2 separate regions of the Mus musculus genome follow, and region 1 is linked to region 2. Evidence: chromatin contacts called from public HiChIP or PLAC-seq data. All regions are on one chromosome and are shown on one strand. The core of a region is the stretch at or near the end of the contact, and the rest is flanking DNA. Distances in the headings are between cores, read along the strand shown.

Evidence for each region. HiChIP or PLAC-seq counts read pairs in DNA pulled down with a chosen protein or histone mark.
Region 1: an H3K27ac HiChIP or PLAC-seq map of embryonic stem cells shows a contact between it and region 2, with 3 times the contacts expected there. The contact joins two enhancer-like sites. A contact is called at or near these places in 5 of 115 datasets of contacts at active chromatin or transcription factors (embryonic limb bud and embryonic stem cells) and 2 of 9 other capture datasets (embryonic stem cells and pancreatic islet).

Annotation. Positions count from the first base shown.
Region 1 is chr5:135,492,941-135,500,638 of GRCm38.p6, forward strand. The region is part of intron 1 of Hip1 (huntingtin interacting protein 1); the gene reads right to left. Among named protein-coding and RNA genes, the nearest start is that of Gm52790, 39 kb to the right of the region's middle. Within about 2 kb of position 1,536, at least 28 of the 459 cell types and tissues checked have an H3K27ac peak or open chromatin away from gene starts, as enhancers often do. A contact at or near this core is called in embryonic stem cells, where this site is marked.
Region 2 is chr5:135,790,642-135,798,299 of GRCm38.p6, forward strand. No RefSeq gene overlaps it. Among named protein-coding and RNA genes, the nearest start is that of Mdh2, 16 kb to the left of the region's middle. Within about 2 kb of position 3,855, at least 225 of the 459 cell types and tissues checked have an H3K27ac peak or open chromatin away from gene starts, as enhancers often do. A contact at or near this core is called in embryonic stem cells, where this site is marked.

The DNA of each region.
Region 1 (7,698 bases), core at 286-2,785, 300 kb before region 2:
CCAGAGCCATAAGAAGATGAGGGGGCAAGGTACTGCTTCTATTTTTATTACATTTACGAAAGAGAGAGGCTGTGCGTGTGTGCGTGTGTGTGTGTGTGTGTGTGTGTGTGTGTGTGTGTGTGTGTGTGTGTTTGCAAAAATCCATTCTTTCCACCATGTGGGATCCAGGAGATCTGAACTTAGGTCACTGGGTTTGGTGGCAAGCACCCTTACCCATTGAGCCCTGTCATTGGCCCCAGAATTCTGATGTTTTAACTACTGAGCCTGTGGTCAGCTTTGTTGTAGCGATTACTGGAAATGCACATGCTCAAAGGCCAGCAAGCACTGAAGCTTGCCTAAACTGCCCTTGGGCTGGGCTGCTTTCCAGTTACCTCACCCTGAAGCTGTGACAAAAGAGGACCAGCTAGCCAGGGGCAAGAATGTACCTTGCTCCATTTACAGGGGCGAGGCCTGTGCAGAAGTGTCTCAGAAAACAGCCTCTGGGGGCTGCTGAGCACCTAAAGGCACTTACCTAAAGAACTAAGTTCGATCCCTGGGACCCACATGATAAAAGGAGTCAACTGATTACTGGAAGCTGCCCTCTGACCTCCACACAAGGACAGTGGCATATGTGGGACATGTGTGGGCCCCACCAATAAATGAATAAGCACATAAATAAGTAAATAAATAAATGGAGTAAAAATTGTAAAACAAACACACCCTCTCAACTGATCTACATATTTGCCTGTAGTCTCTTCCTCTCTCATCATTCTTTTTTTTTTTTTTTTAAAGATTTATTTATTATTATAATTAAGTACACTGTAGCTGTCTTCAGGCACACCAGAAGAGAGTGTCAGATCTCATTACGGATGGTTGTGAGCCACCATGTGGTTGCTGGGATTTGAACTCAGGACCTTCGGAAGAGCAGTCAGTGCTCTTAACCGCTGAGCCATCTCTCCAGCCCCCTCTCTCTCATCATTCTTACAGTAATTTAATTATAATTTCTCATCGGCCAACCTCAAATAAAAAACAGATCCCCTTTTTTTTTTTTTAATCAAGACCTTTAATGCTTTGGCCTCCCCTCCCACCTTTGTAGTCTACCTTCTCCCAGTCTCTCACCCCTCCCACTTTACCATACTTCTCATCTTTGGCAATTTAAGTGAGACCCTTACCTCAAAGTAAAAACCAAAAAAACCTAAACAAACAAACAAAATATAAAGAGGGCTGGGGGCATGACTCAGCAGTAGAGCCCTGCCTAGAATCCTCCAGTAAGGGGCTGGGGGCGTGGCTCAGCGGTAGAGCCCCTGCCTAGAATCCCCCAGGGAGGGCCTGGGGGCGTGGCTCAGTGGTGGAGCACCTGCCTAGAATCCTCCAGTGAGGGGCTGGGGGCGTGGCTCAGTGACAGTGCTTTCCTAGCAGGTGTGAAAGCCTCAGTACCACACATAAAAGAAAGTTTTATGGAAAAGGGAGAAAGCTGCCATTCTTTGACAAGTATATAGACCAGTGGATGTGTCCTGGTGGAGGCTGACACCTACTGGTGACCAGATTTGTGCAGCCTGGCCCTACACATTCCACACCACAGGCCTTGGGGGCCAGGCCAGGGTAGGGCGTTGATACAGAGCATTGCGTTGTAAAGGTGATCAATTTCAGTAATTCCCAGTGATAAGCTTAGTAATCAAACAATGCTTGTCAAAGGGCTTGTAGCCTTAGTTGTTACGCTATTGTTTTTAAAAATAAAGTCTCTCTCTACAGGGCTGCAGTGTTTACAAAATACCTTTTGGTCTATTGTCTCGTTCAATCCTACGCGCATCCGGGAGGCTGGGGCAGAAGGCATTGTTATGACTACGGAGATACATGCTGATATAAGGAGCAGTGACCATGGAACCTGGGGATAAGCAGGGATAGGCCAGAGGTCCCTGGATTTGTTTTGTTTTGTTTTTTGTATTTTTTTCAACTGTTTATTTGTGGTTGTGAGCCTCCTCCGTGTGGGTGTTGAGAATCAAACCCAGGTCCTCTGGAAGAGCAGGCAGTACTCTTAACCACAGAGCCACCATCTCTCTAGCTCCTGACCTGCCTCAAGGGTGCTGGGGACCCAGGTGTGCACTGCCACACCCACCTTAAGTTTCTTCAACTTTGTATACTATGCTTTAATATCTGCAGTGAAGAGATGGGACTAGGTTGTGGCTCAGTGGGTAGCATCCTTACCTAGCACGCATGAAGCTCTGAGCTCCATTCCAGTGTCACATCAACCCACCATGGCAGAACACAGCCCTCAGGAGGCAGAGGCAGGGGGATTAGACATTCAAGCTCATCTTTGGCTACCTTAGCGAGTTGAAGTCTAGCCTGGACTACAGGAGACACATTTCAAAACATCCAACGTGGGTTGGAGAGATGGCCCATCAGATAAAGGCTCGTGCCTGGAGAGGCTTTGGCAAGCTGAGTTCGAACCCTGGAGCCCATGTGAAGGCAAAATGGAGAGAACAGACTCCACATCGTTGTCCTCTGACCTTCATGTGTGTGCCACGGCAGATATGTGCACACACAAGAATAATTAAATAAATAGAAACATTAGGAAAGATGGAAGAGAAGGTGATATGAAGGAAGGGGTAACAGAAGAGCAGAGAGACAGCTCAGCGGTTAAGGGCATTCACCGCTGCTGTGTCAGAGGGCCAGGGTTTGGAGTGTGTAGCATCTACAACAGATGGCTCACAAATACCACTAACTCCAGCTCCGGGGAATTTGCGCCTCCTTCTGGCCTCTGTGAACACCTGCGCACTCTGCACACACATGCACAGCACAGACACACACAAATAAAATCATACAATAAGTCTTTGTTGTTTGTTGAAACAAGATTTCTCTGTGTCGCCCTGGGCTGTCCCCCTTCAAACTCAGAGATAAGCCCGTCTCTCCTTCCTGGGTGCTGGAACTACAGGTGCCTGCCACCACACCCGGCTATAACATGTCTTTTTTTTTTTTCTTCCGAGACGGAGTTTCTCTGTGTAGCCCTGGCTGTCCTAGCTGTAGACCGGGCTAGTCTGGAACTCAGAAATCCACCTGCCTCTGCCTCCCAAGTGCTGGGATTAAAGGCGTGCACCACCACTGCTCAGCAACATAAAAGAGCTGAACCTGATGGCATACAGATCTCTGTAAGTTTGAGGCCAGCCTAGTCTACAAAGTGGGTTCTAAGACAGCCAGAGCTACACAGAGAAACCCTGTCTAAAAAAAATAGAAAGAAAAGCAAAAAAGAAGAAAAAGGAAAAGGAAAGGAAAGGAAAGAGGGGCTGGTGAGATGGCTCAGTGGGTAAGAGCACCCGACTGCTCTTCCAAAGGTCCAGAGTTCAAATCCCAGCAACCACATGGTGGCTCACAACCATCCGTAACGAGATCTGACTCCCTGGTGTGTCTGAAGACAGCTACAGTGTACTTACATATAATGAATAAATAAATCTTAAAAAAAAAGGAAAGGAAAGAAAGAGAGAGAGAAAGAATAAGAAAAAGAACCCTATGGATTGGCTAAGCATCTCTCCGGTGTGTCTATCAGGTGCCTCCAGAGACAGATCTGGAGGGCTTTGACCTAATCAGAGGATTAATTATTTAATGTATTCACAATATGCCATTATAGAAGGTGGTCAAAGGTAGGGTGGGGCCCAGCTGGAGGAAAATCACTGAGTATGACTTTTTTTTTTTTTTTGAAACAGCATTTCATGTCCCTTAGGCTATGTACCTGATCCCTTTACCTCCACCTCCTGCGTGCTGCTGGCATTACAGGCTCCTCCAACTGTGCCCAGTTTGTGTAGTGCCAAGGACGGAACTCAGCCTTGTGTATACCAGGCAAGTACTCCACTGACTTACATCCCCAACCCCTTTCTTTCTCTTTTACTTTTTGTTTCTTTCTTTTTTCATTCTTATTTGTTTGTTTGTTTTTTGAGATAGGGTTTCTCTGTGTAGCCCTAGCTGTCCTGGATCTAAGCTCTGTAGACTCATAGAGATCTACCAGTCTGAGTGCTGGGATTAAAGGCATTCCCCAAAAGCACCTGGCCCTGTGTTTTTTTCCTTTTTTATCGTCGGAGACCCCAGCCCATGAAATATCAGTGCCTACATTCAGGGTGGGTCTTCCCTCCCTAGTTAAATATCTCTGCAAACACCTCAGCACTTCTATTTATTATATGTTATTTATGTATTTATGTATTTATTTATTTAGAGACAGGGTCTCACTACGTAGCCCTGGCTGACCTGGAACTCAACATGTAGTCCAGGCTGGCTTCAAAGTCAGAGATAAGCTTGCCTCTGCCTCCCATGTGCTGGGGAATTAGAGGCGTGCACCACCACAGCTGGCAGGTTTTATTCATTTGTGTTGTTTTGTGTGTGTGTGTGTGTGTGTGTGTGTGTGTGTGTGTATGCAGTGTATATCAGAGAGAGAAAGGGAGAAGGGGAGAGACAATGTGGGGTCAAAGGCTGACCTGAAGAAGATAATTTTCTCCTTCAACAGCGTGTGTCCCAGGGGCTGAACTCAGGTTGTCAGTCTTGGTGTCTGACACCTTTACCAGCCCAGCCATTTTGCTGGCCCAAGACTCAAGAGTCTAAGTCTCAGCAAGTAGGCGATTGGTCAATACAGCAGGAAGAGGGTGGAGCTAAGCCGCTCTTGGGGCAGCTGGTGCCCTGGACTTCTGGGATTCGTACTCAGAATGACAAATTTAGCAATTAGAATGCCTATGGCTCTTCCCAGGCATGTCACCCTCTGTGTTCCTGAAAAAACAAACAGTAGTCAGTAGTTCTGGACAGAGTCCTGAGCTGACCCCACAGCAGGTGCTGGGCCTCAGGTCCCCTGGTGACCTGCCACAGCAATCATCTGAGGGAAGGACAGCCCCATATGTGTTGTGTTTGCCTAATGGACCAAACAGGAGAGCCAACTGCAAACTCCACAAATCTCCCTCAAGGGCATTAGCGTGGCAGCACCCAAGTACTGGCAAGGGCAGCTCACTAAAGGCCTAGTTCCAGGGCTGAGGATGTAACTTGACTGATAGAGCTCGTGCCCAGCATGCGTGAGGCTCTGGCTCCATCCCTGGCACCACACAAACAGGGCATCATGGCATCTGCCTATAACCCAGGCATTCACAATATGGAGGCAGGAAGATGAAGAATTAATTCAAAGTCACGACTTAGCTAGTGTGAGTTACAGATCGGCCTGGGCTACGTGAGACCCAGTATCCACAAACAGGGGATAAAGAGATGGCTCAGTCGGTCAAGTCCTTGCTACATAAATATGAAGACCTGCTTGATTCCTGGCACCCAGAGAGAAGGTCCACCAATATTGTTGCACGTGCTTGCAATCCAGGAGCTGAGCAGGGAGTACAGGAGGATCCTGGGGCTCAGGGAACCACCAGTCCCGCCTACCCAGGAAGCTCCGAGTCCAGAGAGACCTTGCCTCAGAAAAATACAAGGTGAAGGGCAGGAGACCATTCAGTGGGTAAAGTCACTTTCTGCCAAACCTGATTGCCTGAATTTGATCCCCAAGTCTCACGTGGTGAAGGAAGAGGACACCCCTATAAAAGTACTGGAGCATGGGGTTAGGATTGTATGCACATGTACACACACACACACACACACACACATACTCACACACACACACACACACACACACACACACTCACACACACACACACACACACACACACACACACACACACACACACACACACACACAGAGCCCTGGCTGTCCTGGAAATTGATATGTAGCCCAAACTGACCTCGAATTTATAGAGATGTTCCTGCCTTTGCCTCATGAGTGCCTGACATTGACCTCCACACACATGTGTGATAGCACAGACAGACAACAATTAAACAAAGAAGCCCAGTCACAGGTATCTGAGCCTGCGCTCAAACTAATGAGGTCTGTGTAGCTGTACTTTGCCATGGGATCAGGATGCTCTCTCACTGTGGCGTGCCAGGATGTGTCTGTGTGGCCCAATCTGCCGCATTCCCAGCCTGGACACTGAGCCACAGTGAAGATGGTGCCTCAATCAAACCCGCCATAAGTAGTAATTTCTGTTTCCCCCATATCCTCTGGTCAACTCAGACTAGCAAAGGCACCAATCACTTGCTGCTGACAGTTTGTTCTTTGGGAGCAAGGCCATCAGCAAAGACAGGTCTGCCCTGGGGCTCTCTCTGGGCACCAGCTGGGGATGTCAGAACTGTCCCCGGGGAAGGCTGAGAGCTTTGGCATCAATGAGTAATGAGAAGAGGATTGAAGCATCACTCGGACAGAGCCAGCAAAGGCTAAGTGTTCTTCAGCTATCACAGTGAAGATCAGTCTGGGGCAGTCAAGAGCCTAGGAGACACAGTCATTGACACACTGTGTCTGCAAGTATGGCCTCCTGGTCTGGCAAAGGACTGGCTGGTTCCTAGGAGGGACAGTTGAGGAGCTTCAAGTGTCTATCTTCTGGTCCCCACTAAAGTGTGTATAAACCCAGAGGACTCAGCCTTAATATTTTCTGTATGTTTGGGGAGGGTGTGGGGCACTGGGAGGGTGGGAAATGCTGTATGTTGCTCATGCATGGCCAGGGATTAACCTCGTGTGTCGTATGTCAAGCTTTCTGTCAACATGACAGAAGCCAGGTTGATTAGAGAGGAAGGAGCCTCAACTGAGGAATTCTAGCTATGGAGCATCTTCTTTTTTTGGCGGTGGGGGGGTGGGGGTTTGAGACAGGGTTTCTCTGTATAGCCCTGGTTATCCTGGAACTCACTTTGTAGACCAGGCTGGCCTCAAACTCAGAAATCTGCCTGCCTCTGCCTCCCGAGTGCTGGGATTAAAGGTGTGCGCCACCATACCGGGTGCGTGGAGCATCTTCTTAATTAGTGACCAATGCGGGAGGGCCCAGCCTAGTGTGGGTGGAAACATTCCACTGGGCCTGTGGTCCTGGGTTCTACAAGAAAGTAGGCTGAGCAAGCCAGTTAGCAGCACCCCTTCCCTCCACAGCCTCTGCATCAGCTCCTGCCTCCAGGTTCCTGCCCTGTGTGAGTTCCTGTCTGACTTCCTTTGATGATGAACAGTGATGTGAGAGTGTAAGCCAACTAAACTCTTTCCTCCCCAAGTTGTTTTGTTCATGGCGCTTCAACACAGCAATAGAAACCGTAAGACAACTGTTCACCTTTTCTTTGTTTTTGTTTTTGTTTGTTTTTGGTTTTGGTTTTTCGAGACAGGGTTTCTCTGTATAGCCCTGGCTGTCCTGGAACTCACTTTGTAGACCAGGCTGGCCTCGAACTCAGAAATCCGTCTGCCTCTGCCTACCGAGTGCTGGGATTAAAGGTGTGCGCCACCACGCCCGGCTCTTTTCTTTGTTTTATATAGCTATGCAGAGTCACCGTTTCACTATATATCCCTCAGTGGCCTGGAACGCACAGAGAGCTCTGCCTCCTGAATGCTGGAACTGAAGGTGTAAACTGCCATGCTAGACCCTGCCATAGTTTTTGGACCAGAGTCTCTTGCTGGCCTGAGCTTCACAACCAGCAAGCTCCAAGCATCCACTTTGTGTCTTGCCCCATGCTTGGATCGTAAAGCCTACGCCACTTGGCTTCCAGGCCTCAGTAAATCCAAAGGGCATAGGAAATGGCATTCTGGGTAACTCTGAATCCCAGACCTGACAAAAATGCTGGCCTCTACATTGCAGTCTAAGACACGGGTACTACCCTAGGGTTTCTGATGTCACCTATTTCTTGACA
Region 2 (7,658 bases), core at 2,605-5,104:
AAGTCTAAGGCCAGCTTAGCGGTGCATGCCTGTCACCCCAGCTACTCTGTGGAGGGTGAGGCAGGAGGGTCTAAAGGCCAAGGCCTGCCTGCACTGCAGAGTTAAGAGCAGTTCCAGGCCGCTGAGGGAGGGAGACTGTCTCAGAACATTAGAGCAGCAGGGTAGAGCCCAGCTATAGAGCAGTAACCTATGATTAGTGGCATGGCTGGAATAGAGTGCTTCCTAGCATGTCTCTTAAGATCTGTCATGCTTTTAACCATCAATTTGACACAGCCTAGAGTCACATGAAAGGGGAGTTTTCCAATTGAGGGATTGCCCTGTTTTGTGTAATTTTAAAAAGCACTAGCTCATTTGACCCTGGGCTGCTGTTCTCCCTGCTGTCCCTTCTCCTCCTGCCCACTATGCTCTGCAGATGGAAAACACTAGACAGTAAATATTTTAAAACTAGCTAGATAGTTGATTCTTGTCAGCTAACCTATTCTAGCCAACCGCCAGGGCAGAGACTGCCATTTCCAGCCCCCCAAGATCTTACATGGTTGTTTCATCCTCCCTGTCCCTTCTCCTCCTCCTGGGACCCAAAAGTCCCACCTTTTTCCCTTCACCCAGCAATTGACTTCTGCCTCCTTTATTGTTACAATCAAGAACCAATTTGGATATCAACACCTCCCTCTAAGTTACCCAGATTAAATGTGCCTGCAGGCAAGTCTATATGGCATTGCCTTAATTGTTAATTTTGTTGGGAGGCCCTGCCCACTGTGGGCAGCAGCATTCCCTGGACAGGTGGTCCTACAATGAAGGAAAGCTCACTGGGGCTAGAGGGAGCTGGTTAAAGGCCTATACTATTCTAGAACCTAGTTTAGTCACCAGCACTCATACCAGACAGTTGACAGCTGCCTGTAACTCCAACTCCAGGGGGACCTACAATGCCTCTGGCTTCTGTGAGCAAAGGTGCAGGTACAAATAGCCACACAAACACTGAAGATAGTAGTTGGGTATGGTGGCACACCTTTAGTCCCAGCACTCAGGAGGTGTGGCAGACAGATCTCTATGAGCTCCAGGCTAACGTGGTCTTCATAGTTCCACTACAGAGTGAGACCCTGTCTCAACAGAACAAAATAATCTTTTAGAAATTTGGCTGAGTGTAAGCTTTCTGCCCTTGTTTGGCAGTGAAGTGAGTTCCTTGGTCTGAGGTAATATGTGGAATGGCAAGCAGGCCTGCTATCAGGTTCCTGCCTTGAGCTCCCTCAAATGATAGCCTGAGACCTGGAAGTTTAAGCCACATAAGCCCTTCTTCCCTGAAGTGTTTTTGGCCATGGTGCTTGTCACAGCAGCAGAGAACAGACTGGATCAATTCCTAGTGCCACCAAAAATAAAAGGTCTGAGGAGCAAGTTCATGGTCAGCCTGGCTTACATAGTGCAGTCTGCTCCAGGAGGGGAGAAACAGAACCACCTCCTTTGTGCCTCAATTCTGCAACCTTCCTTTCACCTGACAGGCTGGAGCTAAGGTCTAGTGATCTCTTGGTTGTGGATGGTCACTGCTCATATTTCAGGGCTGCCCCATGGGTGCTGGCATAGGCTGGGATAGCTCCAGGCCCTATTTCTTTCTTTTTTTTAAGATTGGTACTGGAGGGCTGTTGGGCTGTTGAGATGACTCAGGGGTTAAGAGCACTGACTGCTCTTACGTAGGTCATGAGTTCAAATCCCAGCAACCACATGGTGGCTCACAACCATGTGTAATGAGAAAATTAAAGGCCTGGTGCGAGAGGGAAGTGGGGAGAGGGGGAACAACTGATGCTGGAGAGCAAACGCAGGTTCTCATTCTTGCATGACTAGTCAGCGCTCTACTTGACTGGACCATCTGCCCAATCCTGGTTAGTCCTTTTTTTTTTTTTTTTTGTATAGACTTTATTATTAAAAAATCCTTTAAGTAAATAAAAGTATCACACACCCAAAAATGTAGACCCAAAGTCCATATAACTTAGTGAACTTATGCACAGTTAGAATTGGTATTAGAGGGGGCTGGTAAGATGACTGCTCTTCCGAAGGTCCTGAGTTCAAATCCCAGCAACCACATGGTGGCTCACAACCACCCGTAATGAGATCTGACACACTCTTCTGGTGTGTCTGAAGACAGCTACAGTGTACTTATGTATAATAATAAATGAAGCTTGGGCTGGAGCAAGCAGGGACTGAACGAGCGGTATTGACCAGAGTGAGCTGAGGTCCTAAAAATTCAATCCCTAAAAACCACATGAAGGCTCACAAACATCTGTATAGCTAAGGTGTACTCACATACATAAAATAATCTTCCTTTAAAAAAATTGGTATTAGAAACAAATTGTAGCAAAGCGAGGTGTTTAATTCCAGCACCAGGAGTCAGAGGCAGGCAGATCTCTGAGCTGGAGGCCAGCCTGGTCTACATAGTTCCAGGACAACCAGGGCTACATATAGAAACATTGTCTCAACCTAAAGAGGAAGAGAAAAGAAACCAGCCACGAAGCATCACCACATAAACACATACCACCCAGCAAAAACTCCATGGCAAGAGTGAAAGTAGGAAAGCAATGACCTTTATGTCCTCTGGCTACATGCTTTTTTGACAGTCTCACTATGTTTAAGGTAATACAAAATCCCGCTTAAGGTGAAAAATCCTTCTGAGCGCTGGGATCTCAGGTCCCACTGCCACATTGGTGTTGGCTCCTGCCTGTCAGGTCTCGCCTGACAGCTCTGGTCTCAGAACTAGCAGGAGAAATGAAGGTGAAGGGCTGGGACCCCAAGGCTCCAGAAAAGACACCCCCAGATGTCTAGGCAGAGCAGGGATCTCCAGTCTTCCTTGGCAGCCTGCTCACACAGGAGAGTGCTGGGCTAGCATTTCAGGCAGCGAAGGAGCAAGTGTGTCCAAACTTCTGAGCCTGAGATTAAGGCCTTGCCAGCTACAAGGTTCCTCATCAAAAGTCCCACAATCTAGTAAGGAAAACATTGCATAAGGTCGACAGTTCCCTGGTAGAGGACATGTTCTTCATAAGCACAAGGCCGTGAGTTTGAACCCCCAGGACTCACTGGCCAGGCAACCTGGTCACATCACTGAGTGGCAGGCCCATGAGACAGACTGTCTCAAAACCAAGATGGACAGACTGGATGTTCTGAGGAACACCTGAAGTTGACCTCTGACCTCCACACACAAGTGCACACACAGACAAACACACCTGAACACACGTGCACACAAATATAAATCTAACAAAAGAGGGAGATGACTCGATGTTTTAAATAACTTCACAATTTGGTGTTAGGCCACAGACTGAAGCTGCTTCAGTCCAATGAGAAAGATCCTCTTTGCATGCGAAGTGGGCTCTAGACTACATTCCGGGAAAGTGCCAAGAGACTCCTAGCCAAAGGCCGGCACTCCACGATGCAAGAACACAACAGAGAGCCTGAGAGTCAACGGGGTGGCTGTAAGCAGCTTGGGAAGGGCCAACTCACTTCTCAGCCCCATTTCCACTCCCTCTCAGCGCCACTGGGGAGATGCTCAGTGGGGGAAATACCTAGTACTTAAACACAGACGAAGAGCACACAGAAAAAGCCAGGTGTGGCATTATGCACATGTAACCACAGCACTGAGGAAATTGGAGGTAGAACGGAGACAGGAGGATTCCTGGCACTTGCTGGCCAGCCAGGCTAGCCAATCAGGGAGCTCTGGGGTCAGTGGAAGACCAGGAAGAGCTGGAGGGATGACTTAGCAGCTAAAAGCTAGTACTGTTCTTGTAGAATGTCCATCCAGTTAACTCCCTCCCTGACCACCTCCTGTTTCCTGACTAGCAAAGCAAGGCGAGGGTGGTGATTGGAGTGTTAATGTGCTCATTATGCAAGCCATTATGAGAGGCAGTCCTTAGCAGCTTCGAGGCAGTGGGGGACCCGAATGAGAACAAATGGATTGTAGAAGATTGCTGGGGTCAGGGGAAGGAACCACGGTCGCATTGGAAAATGAAAAGGAGAGCAATTTAGTGAGTTTTCGTGAGTTCGCTGTGGTGTCCAGGCTTCCGGGCCCAGACTCTGCAGTTCCCTCTGTGGCCAGAAGAGGGGGCGAGAGGCCGATGCTGTGCATAGTTTCCAGGCAGACTAGGTCACTCGGGAGTGAGATTAGCATTCCAGAGCCAAATCAGGCTAGCCGTGCTGTCTGGTCTTGTCTCATCCAGGCAGAAGGGAGGGGACAGTCGCCAGCCGCCAGAGTAAGAGCAAACAATAAAGGGAGGGCCAAGGAAAGACGCCCCTAGGTCGGAAAGCAAAGCTCTGAGTCTCTGTAGGTTTGAGGGAGTGGCCAGACTGTCTATGGGCTTTTCCTGCCTCCAACGCTCTGGACACTGGACAAGGACAATGCTGATATCCAAGGAGAAAGGAGGCTGATATTCAAACCCAGTGTAGAAGAAAGCTACCTAGGGGACAGGAGTGGGGACAGGCCCAGGTCTGCCCTGCAGTTTCTGCAGACATCTGAGGCCAGAGACCTGGCCTGGGGCCTGTATTCTGGGCTCAGGATAGATCGCCTGAACCTACTTTAAAAGGCTATTGTTAGCTCCCAGTAAGAGGCTTATTGCTCTTCCGGAGGACCTGAGTCCAGTTTCTAGCACTCAGGTGTGGACTGTTCCAGAGGATCCAACGGCCTCTTCCAGGCTCTGGGGACTCCTGCACTCAGGTGCTGCACATAAATCTGCACAGGTAGGGGACTCAGAGATGGCTCAGTGGTTAAGATGACTGGTTGCTCTTCCAGAGGTCCTGAGTTCAAATCCCAGCAACCACACGGTGGCTCACAACCGTCTGTAATGGAATCCGATGCCCTCCTCTGGTGTGTCTGAAAGCTGAGAACTCGTACATAAAGCAAATAAATAAATATTTTAAAAACCAAAACAAAAGACTGTGCAGGTAGACATATACATAAAAATGACAAATCTGACCGAGAGAGAGAGAGAGAGAGAGAGAGAGAGAGAGAGAGAGAGAGAGAGAGAGAACTGTTGTCTCCTTTTCTCTAACACAAGGGGATCCTAGCCAGTTGACTAGATCACATTCTCTCTTGACCCTCTTCATTCTGTTATGCCATCTAACTGGGGTCACTGCAGGGCAGACAGAAGCAGATGCCAGAAGTGGAGAACCTCTTGAAAATAGTCACCCCAGGATAGCTGACCTACTGGGGAGGAAGAGACATTTCCGTAGCCCACTTAAGTCACCTGTTGTTGCTCTGTCTGAGGCCATCGCCTGTAGATCATCCCAAAATTCCCTTTAGTAAATGGGTAACTGCTGAACACGCCAAGAGGACCCCTAAGTCCACTGATCAGTACCCAAGTGCTTCCAGTATCCGGTACCCATCTGTCCTAGTCAGGGTTTCTAATACTGCACAAACATCATGACCAAGAAGCAGGTTGGGGAGGAAAGGGTTTATTCAGCTTACACTTCCACATTGCTGTTCATCACCAAAGGAAGTCAGGATAGGAACTCACACAGGTGGAACCTTGGAGGCAGGGGTGGATACAGAAGCCGTGGAGGGGTGCTGCTTGCTGGCTTGCTTCCCCTGGCTAGCTCAGCTTGCCTTCTTATAGAACCCAGGACTACCAGCCTAGGGATGGCACCACCCACATAGGGCTGGGCCCTCCCCACTTGATCACTCACTAATTGAGAAAATGTGTTATAGCTGGGTCTCATGGAGGCATTTCCTCAAGGGAGGATCCTTTCTCTGTGATAACTCCAGCTTGTGTCAAGTTGACACTAAACCAGCCAGTACACCATCTAAAACCAGATTTTATTTTTAATTATATGTTGCGGGGGTAGAGAGGGGAATTGCATGTGTGTGCAGGTATATGTGAAGTCCAGGAGAAGGGGTCAGATCCCTGGAGCTAGAGTTACAGGTGGTTGTGAGCATCCTGACATGAGTGCTAAGGCTCTGATCTCGAGTCCTCTGCAAGAGCAGTGAGAGTGTCCTTAACCATTAAGCCACCTCCCAGCCTTCCTTCCTTCCTTGGTTTTATTTTTGAGGCAAGATCTCCCTATGTAGCTCAGGCTACCCTGGAAACCATGATCCTTCTAGCTCAGTCTGCTGGGTGCTGAGGTGTAGCATCATACCCAGCTATACTGAATCCTTCAAAGGATTTTGTTTTTTTATTTTATGTGTATGAGTGCTTTGCCTGTGTGTGCACCATAAGTGTGCAATGCCCACACAGTCAGAGGAGAGCACTAATTCCCCTGGGACTGAAGTAACAGATGGTTGTGAGCTGCCATACTGGTGCTGGGAACCGAACCTCCGTCCTCAGTAAGAGCATCCAGTGCTCTTAACTGCTGAGCCATCTCTCCAGCCCTAGTTAAATATTTTAATAGCACCATAGACTGGCACTCCTCCTAAATACAAGCTCAAGTTTGGGGATCCAGAGAGCAACTTATATATCCCATTCCAGGGCACCCACACAGCTGTTCACCTCACTGAGCTACACTTCCATTCCTGAAGGGGGCTCAAATCCAGGACTTGGAAGTGGGATTTTTGTTGAAGTGGGTTTTTGTTGTTGTTGTTTTGTTTTTCGAGACAGGGTTTCTCTGTATAGACCTGGCTGTCCTGGAACTCACTCTGTAGACCAGGCTGGCCTCGAACTCAGAAATCAGCCTGCCTCTGTATCCCAAGTGCTGGGATTTGGAAGTGGTTTTTCCCATCGCCTATGATGGTGAGTTTCCATTGGCAACTTGGTGGAATTTGGTTGCTGGCTGTGTCCATGAGGGCATTTCTAGACAGGTCTAACTGAGGAGAGGAAACCCACCCTGAATGTGGGCAGCAGCGTCCCTCGGTCTGAGGTCCTGGAAGGGATGCAAGGAAGAAAGCAAGCAGAGCCCCAGCATCCCTCTCTCGCTGCTTCCTGACTATGGATGCCTCGGGAGGAGTTGCCTCATGCTCCTGCTGCTGCTGCTGCACCTTCCCTGACAGATAAGCTCACACTGTGGGACACAGCCGTCCCTTCCTCCCCTAAGCTGCTCTTGTCGTGGTGATAAGGAAAGGAATTAATATACCCCAAGGCCAACATCGTATAATTAATGATATTTCTTTCCCAAAGTGACCCCTGGGCAACAGCATTTGTAAATGAGAGTCCCCAGAAAGACACAACTGAACAGAACCCGAACGGTGTAGAGAATTTAGAAGGTTCCCAATTCTAGAGGCAGCTCATCTTGGGCTTGCTTTGGCCCCTTTCGTTACCCACCTCTGTACATGACCTAATATCTTTTAGCCCATTAGGAAAGTACTTTGGGGGGCTGGTGAGATGGCTCAGTGGTTAAGAGCACTGACTGGTCTTCTGAAGGTCCTGAGTTCAAATCCCAGCAACCACATGGTGGCTCACAACCACCCATAATGAGATCTGATGCCCTCTTCTGGCAAGTCTAAAGACAGCTACAGTGTACTTAGGTATGATAATAAGTACAATCTTTTTAAAAGAGAGAAAGAAAGGAAGGAAGGAAGAAGGAAGGGAGGGAGGAAGAAGGAAAGAAAGAGAGAGAGAGAGAGGGAGGAAGGAAGGAAGAAAGGAAGAAAGGAAGAAAGGAAGAAAGGAAGAAAGGAAGGAAGGAAGGAAGGAAGGAAGGAAGGAAGGAAGAAGGAAGGAAGAATGAGCTTTGGAATGTACAAGCAGACCCTTAGC